2 separate regions of the Mus musculus genome follow, and region 1 is linked to region 2. The links are chromatin contacts, called in public HiChIP or PLAC-seq maps. All regions are on one chromosome and are shown on one strand. Each heading gives the region's core, a stretch centred on a gene start, on an enhancer-like site or on the middle of the called end of the contact. The rest is flanking DNA. Distances are from core to core; before and after follow the strand shown. Region 1 has its middle 33 kb from the start of Mzt1. Region 2 has its middle 120 kb from the start of Gm33583.

Region 1 (4,632 bases), core at 386-2,885, 720 kb after region 2:
GGAAGGAAAGAGCTTTTGAGCAGAGAGGAAGCTGTGAGCTCTGGGTTAAGTCCTCTCCTCGCCTGCTAAGCAAGCCATCTGTGAGACTCGTCTGTGGAAATGTGTGCGTGAAGTGGCAGAGAAGCTGTCCCCCTTGTTATCGTTGGTACTGTTGTTAAAAATAGCTTTAGGTCATCTAGCATATTTATGGAAGGAGCTGGCCTCAGATTAGAGATAAGCAAATACCACTATATTCCATTTATGGAAATCAGAGCTCAGCAGTTAAATGCCACTAAAGGAGACGATTTTCTAGCTCAGTAGAACTAAGGAATTCTGAGCTTTTAAACTCGCTTGTTATCAGATGGAAGGAAGTAATATTGGAGAATGGGGAGATTAAATGTCAAGACTAAGGTGGTATCTACACAGAGCAATCAAGTCTGCCTAAGTGGTGTGAGCCCAGACTATTGTGTAGCAGCCATGGTGGAGCTGAGTGGTGACCAGTGATGTCAAAGGAGTTGTGATCAGACTCAGTCTCCCAGAAATAAGAGGGTCTGCTCTATGGCAATATAGTAACTTGTTTTAATCTCAACTTGTCTTTAGTATTTTCTTTCTAAAAACACACAATTCTGTCAAAATGGACAGATCGCTGGAAAATTAAAATTTTAGTTAAAATATAGTATTACAGAGGCTATCAGTAACTGCTTACTTAAACATATTTATTATGATGCACATTTTTATTTTAATCACTGCCTTTTCCTATGATGTGCATTTTTTTCAAGTATGTAGTTTTATCATGTTTGCCAAATTGTCTAATAAACAGGATGTTGGTTTTGGCTGAATTTGTTCATTGTTTTATAGCACAACATGCATATAATTCACAACATGGAGTAACAGAAGGAGCAAATGTCTGACAGCTAATAATAATATGTGGGATCCTGATTATGAACTGACTGCTTAATACCGTAAACTATCCCTCCTATGCTATGCCCCACCCCTCTCTTGAGAAAGAGTCCGATCATATAACACAAGATTGCTTTAAACCATCTTCCCTCCTCTTCCTCCTGAGTACCTGCATTAAAGATAAGCACTACAGTGCCTGGGTTCTTCTTCCAGGCTGTATACGAGCTTGCAATTTGAATTAATCTTACTATCTCTGTGTTGATTACTAATTTCTTCTCTCCACCTCATCGTCTTTGTCCAGTTTTCTCTCTCCTTCATGCTCTCAATAGAAATTCGTAGTAAGAGCTGGGATTTTTTTCTCCAAGGCTCCATCTGTCCTTGAAGAACTGTGCCATTTTCTTTATAGATCACATTCATCAGCTTCCCCACCCCCCACCCCCGAGCCCTTACGGTAGCATCGTTTCTATGTTACACGAGAACATTGTTGATGACTGAAATTTAGCTGTGCATTCAAGTTCATATGGCCAAGGTTTAGATGTGCATTCAAGTTCATATGGCCAAGGTAGGTTGTTCAGGCTCTGCTTTCCCCACTTGAAGCAGGGTGACTGATCTGTGGTCCAAACCAGTGCATCCTGAGCAGGGAAGCAAGGCAGGGATGACTGGGGGGAGGGAGACCTCAGGGGTTGTGTGAGCCTAATGACAACAGAGACCATCAGACAGGCTTCATTGAGACAGCTAGTTTTATGGAGGGAACAAAGGCTATTTAAACCCTCGTGGCGGGAATGAGTAGGGGTTATCAGGATAAGTGCACATCATTGGCCAGTGTCAGTGTGCTGAGGATGCTCCATTTGCATATGCATAAGGAGGGAACCCAAGTGCTGCTGAAAGTGACCTCATAAAGGGAGAGGAAGTTTAACCTGGCTACCCACTATGGTCACATCCTGGGGGGGTGGAGGGGGAGGAGGTACAAGCAAAGGCAGGGTCATAGGGCTATGAGCCTGGGAGATGCAGGCCAAGAGCAGAGCTGGGAACAAACCTATTCTTGAAGATCTCAGGGCAAGATTTTCAGGGTTTGGACGTGCCTCAATCCCACTCCTGATCCAGGCCTGTTCCCCACAGCTCCGTGGCTCCCCTAGCCCCACAAAGGCATTGACATGACTGTTCAGCAAATACTCTCTTCCCTTCCCATTGTATATAAAATAGACTTCTCTGGCTTCTTCTTGATATTGAACTTGACCAAAGGATCTACTGGCTTCATAGAATGATAGCATCTATCATGAATCGTCGTCTTAAATATGCTCCATCAATTTGGCTTGTTTCTTACATTTTGGGGGTCTGTTACAAAAAGAACATATTTCAAGTTCGTACTAACTTGAGCCACAGGACTAAGCATGGATTCCAGTGATCACAGCAGGATCAAGACATAAGAATAAACATAAGTTAAACCTGTAGCTTTGATTCGGGAGCCTAGACAAGACAAGCTGCTACCAATGTGCAGATCTGTTAATTTAAAAAAACAAACAAACAAACCATCATTAACATTGTTCCCACTAAATTGGAGGGTTTGCTGTTACTAAGGACTGACTCTGTTTCTCTAAGCCCAAAGCTCATAGGCTGATACCTTAATCCTCAATGTGATGATGACAATGCCTTTGAGAGGCAGTTAGGCTTTGAGTGTGGGACCTTGATGAGTGGCATTAGAGCACTTACATGTCGAGATACAAGAGATTCTTGTCCATGCCCTCTTTCTGTATACAGCCAGAAAGTCTCTACTTGCTAATCAAGAAGGCCCCAAACAGGAACATAATTGGTCTGCACATAATTGGCCTGCACATTAGAACTATGTTTCCCAGCCCTCGGTACTATGAAAAATAAATTCCTATGCTTTAAACTGCAACAGAGTCACTGGTATCTTATTATACCAACCCAAGCTATCCAAACCATTTTAGTGCATCATTATTGTAAATATTATTGCAGAATATAGATAGACCAGGTTGGCCTCAAACTCAGAGATAAACCTGCCTCTGCCTGCCAAAATGGTATTAAAGGGATGTGCCACCATGCCCAGCTAGGAATGTTTAATTTTTTATGGCGCCTGGTATGGAAATGGTGGCAAATAGAAGGTCTGAAGGTGATAGTCTAACTGATTCCAAAGGCCAAGAAAAGGAGTGCCAAGAAAGTAGAGAGGGAAGCCTGGCCCTCAGACACATGTGGGGCAAGGAAATCATCCATTTGACTAGAGGCACTGGTCTCCTCTTTCTCTTCCTCTTCCCCCTCCTCTTCCTCCTTCTCCTCCTCTTCCTCCTCTGCCCCCTTTTCCTCCTCCCCTATCCCTCCTTCCTCTTGCACATCTTTTAATACCACTTTGGGAGGCAGAGGCAGGTTTATCTCTGAGTTTGAGGCCAACCTGGTCTACCTATATTCTGCAATAATATACCAGCAAGGAGAAGGAAGAGAACCAATACATGGGCTGGCCTAGGAAAGTATTCTCCATAACACACACACACACACACACACACACACACACACACACACACACACACACACACACACACACACACACACCAGAGTAGCTGTTTTAGCTCTGTTTGCCTCACCTTTCACTGGAAAGACTAGAAAACACCTCTGCATGCATTTCCAATGGTTGCAATGATCTAGAATCAGCTTGGGGGGTCTGTGAGTTAGTATTTAACATGCAAGTGGATGCTATTTGACGGCAACATCAATTTCTGATGGAACAGGGAGTCAAAATTCACAATACTGGATTTCACTAAAGAGCATTCTTGGCGCTTTTTATGGAAAAAGTTATTAACATCTGTCTTTTGGCAAAATTCCAAGGCAAGCAATTAACTCATACCTGCTCCTGCTCCTCCCATGATTTCAAATGTCATTCTTCTTGCTTTCTTCCTTGCAACAATATGAGGTTACTGTGAAAACCTAATTCAATTGCAGAAGTCAGTGAGCCATGGGCTCCCTCTTCTTAACACCAGAGCTTTGAGGGTTTAATTAACCAATCACTATAAAGCAAGGGCAAGAAGGAAAATACAGTGTGCATAACATTGGTATCAAGTGATTCCGTAATACTTAAAGTCCACAAGATCATTAAAGAAGGTAAACTAGAGTTGTCAATCTTAATGCACATAATGTTTTGGGACCTTGCTCAAAGCAACTCTTATTGCTAAGTCTCTAATTCTGGTTCATTTGATATCAGATCACATTAGAACAAGGATGAATGTGGCCAGATTCTTTTTTTGGCTGGAGATATTTAGTGTATTAAATTAGCCAGCTAGACTTACTAAAATATCTTACATCATGGCCTCCTTCAGGTTGAAAGTGTTTCTGTAATTCATTTTATTAGATGAGAGTCTTCAGAAAAACTGAGGTCGGGGTGGTGAGGGAGATACCAGAGTCTTCAGTGTGATGACCACCCCAAAGGGCAAATTCTTCACTTCACTGTTGTGGGGAAAGGCTTTGTTTCTTTTCAGGCTGATTAGATGAGGCCCACACAAATAAAGAATAATCTGCTTTATCTAGAGGTTTCTCATTCAAAAGAAAAATGCTATAAAATAATACCTAGACTTCTGTTTGATAAAGTATCTGGATGCTAATCCAGCCTAGTCAAGTGATATCTACACTTAAAGACATTTATTTATAAATAAGAGAATGTCAGGACAACAGTTTATTTGGGCAGCCAATGGCTCAGTCAAGTTGATGTAGAAAATCAACCACCATACCGGACAAAAGTAGTGTTTC
Region 2 (4,523 bases), core at 24-2,523:
GTATCTGTGTAAGGGATAAGTATCCTGTGTAAGAAACTTTGTCAAAGGGAAAAGAGAAAGGCATGGTTGTAATTTCTCATTATTTTTTTAAATCAGTTTGGAGAAGTCATTCATACCATGAACCACGAACTTGGAGACAGAAACTAGAACTACATAGGTATCAAAAGAATGTGCTATGCATAATTTTTGCTTTCATGAAACTCAAGGAAAAATTACACAAATGTTTCTCTCAATAGCAGAGACACTTGCTGTTCCATGATTATCCATGAGCCTTTCTTTCAATGTACCTGGGCCAGTTGACCAGTTGTAGATAACAGTCTGTGAAAGGATGTGTCTTCTATTTTCAGACTAAAACATGTCAAGTGAGTATGCAGATCTCTAGCTTTCTCTTTGCCATGAAAGCCGTATTTGAAGAAAATATGGCTACCAGGTCCTGCTCATATGGATTTTTGCATTATCCTATGGAAAAACACTGCTCCAGAAATTCTCAAACTGACAACTGACCTCCCTGTAGGGAAATAAGAGGCCATGTGTCATGCCACCAAGATTTGAAGAGGACTCTACCCTTACACTGTAAATGAGGGCATTAATATGCAAACCCAGATGGAGTATTTGGGAGAATAAAGAAAGGAAAATAAATTCTATTGAGACAAAACAGAGTGTGGTATCAGAAGTAGGTTTCATGTGATTTAGCTCTTAGTGGATCAAACACAAAGTTAGCATCACAGAATGATACCCAGAATATTCAATTAAAAGAAAAGAAAGAAAAAGAAAAAACGTTTATGAACGTCTCAAGCAAAGTTCACAGATTCTTTTTTATAACTTGTACTAAAATCTGCTTTGATGTCATTCCACCTAAACTACAATATTAAATTACAACCTATCAGATTCAGTGGACTACATTTTTTTTTCAGGGTACCTCAAATGGTATCCAGATAAAGGAATTAAAGATTAAGTTACACATTTCTAAACTTTTTCTACTAGATTTCTTTTACATATGCCTTAATTTTCAGGTCATAACATGTGTTACCTTATGAATTATTGATGTATACAGTTTTACATTTAATCAGCTACACAACTATGCAGTTTTATATGTGTGCTCTCTATTCATATGTTTAAAATTGTCTGTACAGTACCTATGCATGCTTAGCAGAGGGTTGGCACTCTACTAAGAGTGTTGCTGTCAGAGTCCAGATACCATTTAGTGTCAACTAGGAATGTTGAGCCTTTGTTTGTTTGGGGCTCTGCTTCCTGCTTGCCTCCATCCTCTTCACAGGTGCAGCTCCAGGAGAAACAATGCCACATTGTTTGCTTATCAGCATGCCTGCTTTTCCTTCAGACTTCAGGCTGAGCTTCAAGCTACTTTTGGCTTGTTTTTTTTTTTTTTTTCTTTTTTTTTTTTTGTTTTGTTTTGTTTTGTTTTTTGTTTTTTTTTTTGTTTTTTTTTTAATCAAACTTTTCTCTTTTTAGAATCATCATTCCCTTCTCTCACATGAGAATAGAGAGAGTCATCTCCTCCTGACCTGACAATGTCTTACAACCCTGCTTGGCCCTCAATACATGGCAGGATCCATGTCACAGAGACCATTTTGCCTTCCAGAACTTCAGGCCATTGAAGAAGCCCACTCCAGTGATTTTTTTTTTCACTCATGATTTCATTTTAATGTAATTCAGATTCTCTTGTTCATGCTTTAAAATTGTTGCCATAAACCCTGTCTTCTCCTCACAAACCCAGTCAAATCAGCAAGTGAAAAGAACAGCAGGATCTTAGGACCTGCTTGTGTTGACTCTTTAATTCCAGAAGCATGACATCAGCTCATGAGAATGTCATTTCTTCTTTCGTTTGCTTGGATTCCCAACCTTTTTATTTTATTTATTTATTTATTTATTTATTTATTTATTTATTTATTTATTTTTTGGAAAATGACTAAGAGATGTTTAGTAGCTTACAAGACTTTGAACAATAGTTGCTATTCTAAGGAAGAAAAAACACCTTTAAATTCAAGCCTTCCCTTTCTCCCAATACCAAGTTCTCTGAATGCTGAAAAGCTTAACCATGCCTTTGGTCCTTCAGCATGAGGTATTTTTCTGAGTATTTCACAAACATGGGGCTAAGTAAGGCTGGGTCAGTCTGTACTGTCTATGAAAGCCTTCTGTGAGGTTCCTGCCTTTTGAAATCCAAATTTTCATTGCAAAAAGACAAAACCCACAGGACAATGACTAAGGAAATGAGAATTTCTGTCTTGTCTAAACCCAGGTGGAAATTTAAAATGACTTCACTATGTGATTTGACTCATTTTTTCAAAATTAAGTCAAAATTTCACCGTGTCCATTCCAGACCAAACATTCCAATTCCTCTGAGTGTAACTATGCTTTAACAATTTAATCATTGATAATTTTCTTTAAAACAATGTAAAGATTTCAATATGCCTTCTGAATTCTGGTATGAAGGAAAGACAAACCACTGTTGATTACTGAAAGACATATGCATCTCAAAGTGTATTGTTTGTAATTGAGGACTCTCTCTTTAATAAATATACAGCGAACAGTATTAATGACTAGTGTCAATATGTTTGAATTCATAGGAGATGATAGGCAAGGATAAACAGCTTTTTAAAAAGAAAGTATGATGTGAAAAAAGTGCAGTAATGATTATAACAACATAAGTAAACTAGTAAGTTTATAAATGTCTGAAATAGGGAGCAGAGCAACTGCAAAGGAAATCTTGTCCTAAACAGTCCAACCAGCCTGGAGAAAGACAACATGAAAAGAAAGGAAATGACTGACGCTGTTATGCTCACAACACACCCAGCTGGGAGTCCAGCTGCTCCAGGAACCTGGTGGCTCTTGAGCTTTGGGAGTTCCTAATTAGAATACAAGTAGAAATATAACAGAAGACATGAAAGAAAGATAAATTTAGTATTGAGCCTAGCTCTTGCCCTTCCTCTTTAAATGACAGCAAAGACAGATTTAAAGAAACTTGGCTAGGTAAGCAATAAATAATTTTATAACACACATGACTCCAGATACCAGCTATAATTCATCAAGAGTTCCGATAGTCTGTCAGACAATGATCCCTGCTTTCAGGTAAGCACGCCTATGAACAGCTGGTGAACTGTACACTGTGTGTGAAAGCCACTGTGTGTGAATAAAATGTCATCCACTTAGGAAGTACTTATATATTCCATGAAAAAGCAGAGTTTTCTTCCACTTGCCTCCTACTACAGACTTTTTCAAAGTTTTTTTTTTTTTGCAATGAATGAGTCTTCCAAGGATTGTGAATCAAAGTATGCCCAAATAAATGCTCTTGAAATTGAATATGTGGTATAATATTTTGTACAATGATAATCATCAGAGCCTGAGACCATACAAATATGTTTTTATTTTAAGGAACCCCTACAAATATGTGGACATATATTTTGTTATTTATAGCACTTCAAATTACTTTTTTACAGCTTTATAGGGTCAGTGTGACCTTCCCAAGGTCTGTGCTAAGATACACAAAAAGGGAAAGTCCAAAGCAATGGCCCAGAAAAATTAAAACAAAAGCAAAACCAAAAATCGAGCAAATCATACTTGTTTGTAGTTTTCTGAATATTTCAGGTAGAACTTAGATAGGTGTACATTTAAGTAGATTTTAAGTAGATTTTTGCTGTCATTCTGCATCCCACAGCTGGGGAACCTTATTGTCTTAAGGTTGATCAGTATGCAAGACAATGTGTTCTCTGATTGATCAGTATGCAGGGCTGGATTACTCCAGAGAACATTTGGGCATTTCCACTATGTCCTGTGGATTAACCTGCAGAGTGTGCATTTTTGAGGCCAGGTACTAGGGGAGACAACAAAAATGACTTCATGGTCTGGCACTGTGAAAGTTTGATCAACTCCCCGAGTGGAGGTCAAACTATCAGACAAAATCATTTGCAATATGACAATGACCCTGAAGCTCTTTGGAAATGAATGTTCCTAATTGTCATTGTACAGCAACACAAACTCATTAAACAAAGACAACTGATTATCATTTTTTTTTTACTTTTGGCATCATTTACTAATACTAGAACTTATTCTGATCTGTAGTTTTCTTATGGTTGTGTCTACTCAGTCTTTATGCATCATCTTTAACTTTTAGTACTGGAAGTTCCTGAATATCTATGCTATGTTTCATGAAATAATTTGACAATAAGTAGTGGGATTCTTAGCATGTTTCCCTTTTTTCTGTCTTTCCTTATTTTGTTAGTCTGTTTGTGTGGTAGGGTGTTTGTAGGAAGAGGAAGATAGGGAGGGTCTTGCCATACAATTACTTACATATACTTACATAAACATTGCTTCCAGGGATGGAAAAGTAACTTTGATCTGCCTGATGTGATTGTTGTCTTGGAGGCTTACTGCTGAATAAGCTTACCTTTCCTAGTTCTTCCAGAACTCTGGTTGGCTGGTTCAACTCAGCTGTTCTGGTTCAAACTCCTTTCCAAGCTGACTGATTTAATCTGACTTCTCTCAGCTTCTGACTGAATTGCTCTGCT

The links. HiChIP or PLAC-seq counts read pairs in DNA pulled down with a chosen protein or histone mark.
Region 1: an H3K27ac HiChIP or PLAC-seq map of epiblast stem cells shows a contact between it and region 2, with 8 times the contacts expected there. The contact joins two enhancer-like sites. A contact is called at or near these places in 1 of 484 Hi-C or Micro-C datasets (cardiomyocytes), 2 of 115 datasets of contacts at active chromatin or transcription factors (cardiomyocytes and epiblast stem cells) and 1 of 9 other capture datasets (embryonic tail).

What each region holds. Positions count from the first base shown.
Region 1 is chr14:99,010,691-99,015,322 of GRCm38.p6, forward strand. No RefSeq gene overlaps it. Among named protein-coding and RNA genes, the nearest start is that of Mzt1, 33 kb to the right of the region's middle. RefSeq lists an enhancer at 1-1,951. Within about 2 kb of position 1,636, at least 2 of the 459 cell types and tissues checked have an H3K27ac peak or open chromatin away from gene starts, as enhancers often do. A contact at or near this core is called in epiblast stem cells, where this site is marked.
Region 2 is chr14:98,292,603-98,297,125 of GRCm38.p6, forward strand. No RefSeq gene overlaps it. Among named protein-coding and RNA genes, the nearest start is that of Gm33583, 120 kb to the left of the region's middle. Within about 2 kb of position 1,274, at least 7 of the 459 cell types and tissues checked have an H3K27ac peak or open chromatin away from gene starts, as enhancers often do. A contact at or near this core is called in epiblast stem cells, where this site is marked.